Linked DNA regions of Mus musculus: region 1 is linked to region 2. A link is a contact called in public HiChIP or PLAC-seq data. All regions are on one chromosome and are shown on one strand. Each heading gives the region's core, a stretch centred on a gene start, on an enhancer-like site or on the middle of the called end of the contact. The rest is flanking DNA. Distances are from core to core; before and after follow the strand shown. Region 1 has its middle 150 kb from the start of Gm32727. Region 2 has its middle 87 kb from the start of Gm32558.

What was found. HiChIP or PLAC-seq counts read pairs in DNA pulled down with a chosen protein or histone mark.
Region 1: an H3K27ac HiChIP or PLAC-seq map of the HPC-7 cell line shows a contact between it and region 2, with 5 times the contacts expected there. The contact joins two enhancer-like sites. A contact is called at or near these places in 1 of 15 datasets of contacts at CTCF or cohesin (the G1E-ER4 cell line), 6 of 484 Hi-C or Micro-C datasets (the HPC-7 cell line, the MNK3 cell line, forebrain and 3 more), 2 of 115 datasets of contacts at active chromatin or transcription factors (the HPC-7 cell line and neural progenitor cells) and 1 of 9 other capture datasets (embryonic stem cells).

Annotation. Positions count from the first base shown.
Region 1 is chr5:75,825,137-75,828,139 of GRCm38.p6, reverse strand. No RefSeq gene overlaps it. Among named protein-coding and RNA genes, the nearest start is that of Gm32727, 150 kb to the left of the region's middle. Within about 2 kb of position 1,644, at least 70 of the 459 cell types and tissues checked have an H3K27ac peak or open chromatin away from gene starts, as enhancers often do. A contact at or near this core is called in the G1E-ER4 cell line, the HPC-7 cell line and pre-megakaryocyte-erythroid progenitors, where this site is marked.
Region 2 is chr5:75,760,447-75,763,735 of GRCm38.p6, reverse strand. No RefSeq gene overlaps it. Among named protein-coding and RNA genes, the nearest start is that of Gm32558, 87 kb to the right of the region's middle. Within about 2 kb of position 1,620, at least 17 of the 459 cell types and tissues checked have an H3K27ac peak or open chromatin away from gene starts, as enhancers often do. A contact at or near this core is called in the G1E-ER4 cell line, the HPC-7 cell line and pre-megakaryocyte-erythroid progenitors, where this site is marked.

The sequences.
Region 1 (3,003 bases), core at 395-2,894, 64 kb before region 2:
GGTGAAGGCCCAGGTTATGGCTCATGTCTGTGGGGCTGGAGACTTGGAGGAAAAACACAGGCAAAGAGCTGGAAAGATAAGGATCCGGTGAGAGGGAGGGTGGTTGAGCTAAGCTCATAGCGGGTTATAGTGATGGAGAATGACGAACTGGAAGGTATGACAGAAGTGGAGAGCTGTGTCATGGGATGAGAAGACACTGAGATGCTGGGTAAGAAGAACATAATGAACAGAAATCAATGAGTGGGATCCAAGTTGGCACCCAAATGTGCAGGAATCTGCATTCAAGTGTAATATAATAAATTTTAATAGAAAGTTGGAAGTCAAAAATAAACATAAAAAAGAAAATGAAACTATATGTTATTCTCCTACGCACAAAAAGCCTCTCTCAATAACTGAGGATGTATCATCCCCGTGTGCCTTATATATGTGTGTCATACAAAAATGAGTCATTTTAGAACATCAGCGATTGAATGCTGTAGTATGGGCAGCTTTTCCCATTAATTAATATTCTTATATATTTATTTAATGACTATATAGGATGTTGCTTCAAACATACGCTAATTAGTCATCCAGTCCTATGATACAAAGTTTAAATTGGTTTCAGTTTTTACTGTTAGAAACAATAGGCGGATGAATGGGATTTCAGATGCCTTTGTACAGAGCTGTGACTGCTTATTCCTTGTGAAAAAGACTCTAGATTTATTGGGCAATTCCTCCCTCTGATGACCAAAGGGTATTCAGTATTTTGAGGCTTTTGGTACATACTGTTCTCTGGGCACCAAGCTGTCCTCTGAAAATATTTTACCAGTTTATAGCCATCTCAGTGGGATATGATAATGCTCAGGTCTCATATAATCTTTTTTTTTTTTTACCATGACCCCTAAAAAGGTATTTACTTTGGGAGATTGCTCAAATCCTTTCTGACTCTAGTCTGATGTTTCCACGGTGAGAATATGTGCTAGCATTTATTGGCTGTTGAGCCACAGGGCTAGAAGGCTTAACCTCCCATCAGAAGGCTTGGGGTGCCATTTTTAAATTGTTAGAAAGTTTTGTCCTAAAGCAGCACAGGATGGCAAAGTGGCTCCAGATGAAGGAAGAGGCTGCCAGCTATCTTGTCCTTAGGTGTTTTTTGTAGTGGCCCATCTTCCCTCCAGCTCGTACTTTCTCTGAGTATTGGTGTTCCTATTTCACAGACCATCATCCTTGCCGGCTCATTCTCAACACCCATGGACAGGAAGGTCACTCCAACAACAAACATGCTTGGATAGACTCTTCCTGCCTCCTGGCCCCTTCTTGCCAATTCAGCTCTTACTAGGAATTTGAGTTCTGCCTGTGCCTTTGTGGCCTGATATCTTCCATTTCACCTTAGATAACACTTAGTGAGCTGCTCTGTGGTTTATGGTGACACTCTCACGGTGGCACACCCATAATAATAGAAGCCCGCATATATACATTCTTCATTTCTCACGAGTCCTTCTCTCTTCTCCCTATCTGCATCTCTTGTCCAACCAACAGCATTTCCTTCTCGGTCTCCTCTCTAGAGAATTTTAAAAAGCTGTGGCTGTCGTCATCTTCCTGTGGCCACAACATGATTCACCGGCCAGTTAAGACGGTTTGACTCCAAGAGCAGAATAAACAAGAATCACTGATAAGGAGGGGGGAGGTTCCTCCTGTGACAGCACAGGGTTGCATAAGGCTCATTGTTCACCTTCAAAACAATGGCTTGTGATTGGAAAACAAAAAGAGACCATAAGAATGAACTAGCACCTGAATAAATGAAGTGATGTTTGAGAAAGCTCTGGCTTACGCAGACTGTTATCAGGGTATCCAGAAGTTGAGTCATGGTTTTCCCTTTTGCTAAGAGCTTGTTTGAAAGTGTCATTAGAACACCAATGAGTTTAAATAGAAGGAAAATGTTTTAGCTCCTTAGCACAATTGTTGTCCTTCAGAAGGGACTGAGAAGCAAAATCTGTGTCCAGACAATGAAATCTCACTCCAGTTGTTTAGTGCCAGATTAGGGTATCGTTTGTAGGGATAAGCCTGTATTTTTATATGCTGTTTCTCTAAGACTTCCATATGTGAACACACATGCACAGGTACTGGTTCAATTAACACGACATTATTTTTTTTAACAGACACATATGTACACCTAAAATGAGAGTTGTGTCTGTAAATGCTGTAGTCTTGTCCTAGAAAGAAGAACTTGCGTGAAGTGTGGGTTTTAGAGGGACTCTCTCTCTCCCCTCCCCTTGTTCTAAGTACAGGCTAGTGACTGTCATTAGTGCTGATCGTAGGAGCATGTGCCAAAGGGTGACAGAAGAGCAGTAATCCTTCATGTCAGCTGCTGGGTGTGATGCCACAGAGATGCAGGTCCTCCGAGGCTGCCAGGCTGCCTCCCTGCTCTGGGAAGTGGAAGCCAGTGATAAATGTCAATACACTTCCAATGGTTGGGAGTGAACCGGGCCTGTCTGGATCCTATGCAGGGGTGGCAGAGCTCAGGATCTAGCTGCCAGATGGCACTTAGGAACTAGGCACGTGGGATGCTTGGGGGAGGTTTTATTAGCAGAGACAAGTGGCCAGGCACCTCTGGGTGCCACCTTGTCCCCTCTAAGGACTCTCTTTCACTGCAGTGCACGTTCCAAGTTTCCTTTTAAATACCCATTAAGCACACATAAATACCCATTAAGCACACAACCATTCCCTTCCCCATTCCAGTGGCCGTGTTGAGATGCGACTGGAGAATATTGGATAAGGGGAATCACTGAAATAGGCAAGTGGATGCAGGGTGTCATGGAACAAAGCCTTGTTGCAGGGAGACCACCCCACTGTCAGAAGAAAGGATTTTTGTTATAGGTGGATTTTGTTTTGTTTTAGTGAGTGACAACATTTCTTTCGAAAGATATCGTCAGAGTGGAAAGGGAGATGTCGCTAGGACTCACTTCCTGACTCCCTGAAAGTGAGTCTGTGGGACAGCACTCAGCAGTACCAGAGAACAACAAACAT
Region 2 (3,289 bases), core at 371-2,870:
CTTGGAGCCAGCCATGTTCCCATTGCTATTCAGAGAGGAGAGATTCTGAGTCCCAAGATGCTGTCATCGGTGGTTAAAATGCATTATAGAAATACTGTGATGAAAATAAGGACTGACAGGTAAGAGAGAACAAGAGGCCTAGAACAGGGACCATAGACCCTCTAATAGGTGTCATAGGTGACATAGGTGACATAGGAAAGAATCCTGTGTTCACCTCTCTCAGTGTCAGTGGAAAGACCTGCCTGCTTCTCCAATGGATGGCCGGGTTGATCTTTTGGTGAAGTTAAGCAGTTTGCTGGGTGACCTGCTGGCCCGATTTTAAACATCATAGCCCACCTTGGTTGTTACCAAGATGCCTGCCTGCCACAGGCAATGTCCAAGTGGAACATTAAGAAAATTTAGGAAATTAGCCTTCGAGACCTTTCAAGTTTGAGACAAAACCCAGATTTTTTTTATTAGTTGTCAAAAATACATTGATATCCCCAGGATCTCTGGAAAGGAATTTTATCCCCCTCTGTCTCCTACCAACGGAGCAGCCAAGCATTCCTGCAAATGCTGCTGCAATTTAAGACAGAGTCGTATTTAATTTTTTCCCATGCTTTCCATTTGACCTTGGCTCCTTCTTTCCCTAGAGAAAAATCCGAGATTCCTGCAGAATCCTCGAGTCTCTGGTGTAGCATTTCTCAGCCTTGCATTTTTTTTGTCTGTAACGCTGTGAGCTAGCCTTTCTTCTTCTCAATTAAAATATCCTTCAAGAGCTTTGCTTTCCAAGGCGTCCCCCACTGGAAAGCCTGTTTTGTATGGTGTGTATATATGTGTGTGCAGTGATACATAAATCTCCTCTCATACCTAACAACACAGTACTGCAAAAGAAACACCCAAATCCCAAAGTGTCTTCCCTCCCCAAAGAACTGGCTACAGGAGCCTTGCTCTCCCTGTTTAAAATCTTGCCCAGTTCAAAGCTATTGGCTATTGGGGCCAGGCAATGTGCTTGGAAATTCAGGTCACAGCTTGACACCCAGATGATGGAAAATGACATATTCAATAGGTTCTGAATAAGATGCAGTATTCAGTGCAGTGTATCTACTGGGCTCCAGCTCCTGCCCTCTGGAGATTGCATTATGCGTAGCTATCATCACCTCTTGCTGTTATGTATATCTCTTCCTGGCTCTTTGTCTAACACTTGGTTTCGCAGGATGCCATTCAGATGGTGACAGGGCGGTCTCCACAGTGGAAAGGGTTTCCCTCGCAAGTATAAAGGGTATAGGCTGCTCATAATTAGACCTGACAGTTATTAAAGTGTGCCGGTGTGCCTGTCTTTATTGAGAAGAATAATAGGCCCACGAGAGACAAGAAGATATCCTGCTACCTTTGGCTGGCCCACCAATGAGTCTGTGGCATTGCTTTGTAAGGGTTGCATTGGGAACCCAAGATCCCGGGGCTTCTGAGGCAAAGTACAGTTCTTCCATCTAAGAGCTTCAGGCAGCCAGGAGGGGAGGAGAAGGAGGCGGCAGGAGGAGGCAGCCACCGCCTCCACCAAACCCTTCTATAACACACCAATCCCTGTGGGCTCCTGACCCACTAACTTTTCCCCCTGGCCTCTTGTCATGTTATTCTCTATCTTATCTCCTGAGGTCCATTTCTTCCTGCCTGTCAGACTCCACCTTGATGGGCCTCTGCGCACTGTGCTCCCTCCACCCAGAATTCGCTTCCTTTTCTGTTAACTCTTGCTCACCCACATCTCAGCTCACAGGAAATTTCTGCTAGAAACAGACTTGGGATACAGGGGGTCTGGAGAAATGGCCTAGGGGGTTAAGTGCACTATTGCCCAATCATGAGGACTGGACTTTGGATCCAAGAACCCAGGGAAACGATCAGTGTGGCCCCTGACTTGTAGTACGCGTTCACGTACACATGTGAATATGTGTATGGAAGTCAGATATCAAAGTTAGGAGTATTCATCTATACCTTACGTTTTTGAGGTAGAGTCTCTTAGTACAAAGCTGCAGCTCCTGATTGGTTAGACTAACTGTCCAACAAGCCTCCCCAGTACTGAGACTATAAATGCATGCTATCTCAGGACTTCTTACACAGATGGGTGGGTTCTGAAGTCAGGCCACCAGGCTTGTATAACAAGACTGTTTTACTCTCTTACTCTCTTCCTTCCTTCCTTACTGAACCATCTTTCTGGCTCTTGAATTTGAGGCTTTAGAAGGGCAAGAACTTTGTTTTGTCTCTATATATTTAATAAATGTCAGATGAATAAATTTAACGAATGATTCATTGACTAAAGGGAAAAATTCAGGGAAATTGTGGAAGAAAACAATCAGATTCTAGTTTTCATTCAGGAGCCAGGAGCTAAAGCAGACACCTTTAGACTATAGGTTGAGGCACAGCATTTACATTGACTTCCTATAATTTTAAACTGCACTCCTGCTCTTGAAACCATCATTTGTAGTGTAAAATGACCTCTGCCCTGCTTCCAGTCTTCTCTGGCAATGGCACGCCTTGGCATTCCTCCACCCACCTCTCTGTCCAGACACATGGGGACTGAGCTTCCCTGTGTTCTAATGAAGGTGTCGTCCAGACAGTGTCATCATCTAGGCTCCATCAATGCAATCCTCATCAAAATTCCAACTCAATTCTTCAACGAATTAGAAAGGGCAATCTGCAAATTCATCTGGAATAACAAAAAAACCTAGAATAGCAAAAGCTCTTCTCAAGGATAAAAGAACCTCTGGTGGAATCACCATGCCTGACCTAAAGCTGTACTACAGAACAATTGTGATAAAAACTGCATGGTACTGGTATAGCGACAGACAAGTAGACGAATGGAATAGAATTGAAGACCCAGAAATGAACCCACACACCTATGGTCACTTGATCTTTGACAAGGAAGCAAAAACCATCCAGTGAAAAAAAAGACAGCATTTTCAACAAATGGTGCTGGCACAACTGGTGGTTATCATGTAGAAGAATATGAATTGATCCATTGCTATCTCCTTGTACTAAGGTCAAATCTAAGTGGATCAAGGAACTCCACATAAAACCAGAGACACAGGGGAACGCCAGGCCAAAAAGTGGGAATGGGTGGGTAGGGGAGGGGGGGAGGGTATGGGGGACTTTTGGGATAGCATTGGAAATGTAATTGAGGAAAATACCTAATTAAAAAAAAGAAAGGGTTTTTCAAAGAAACAAAAAGACAAGACTGGGGGAAAGGCCATCTAGAAATCAACCCCACATAGGGTTCCATCCCATCTGCAGAAACCAAACTCCACACTATTGCCTC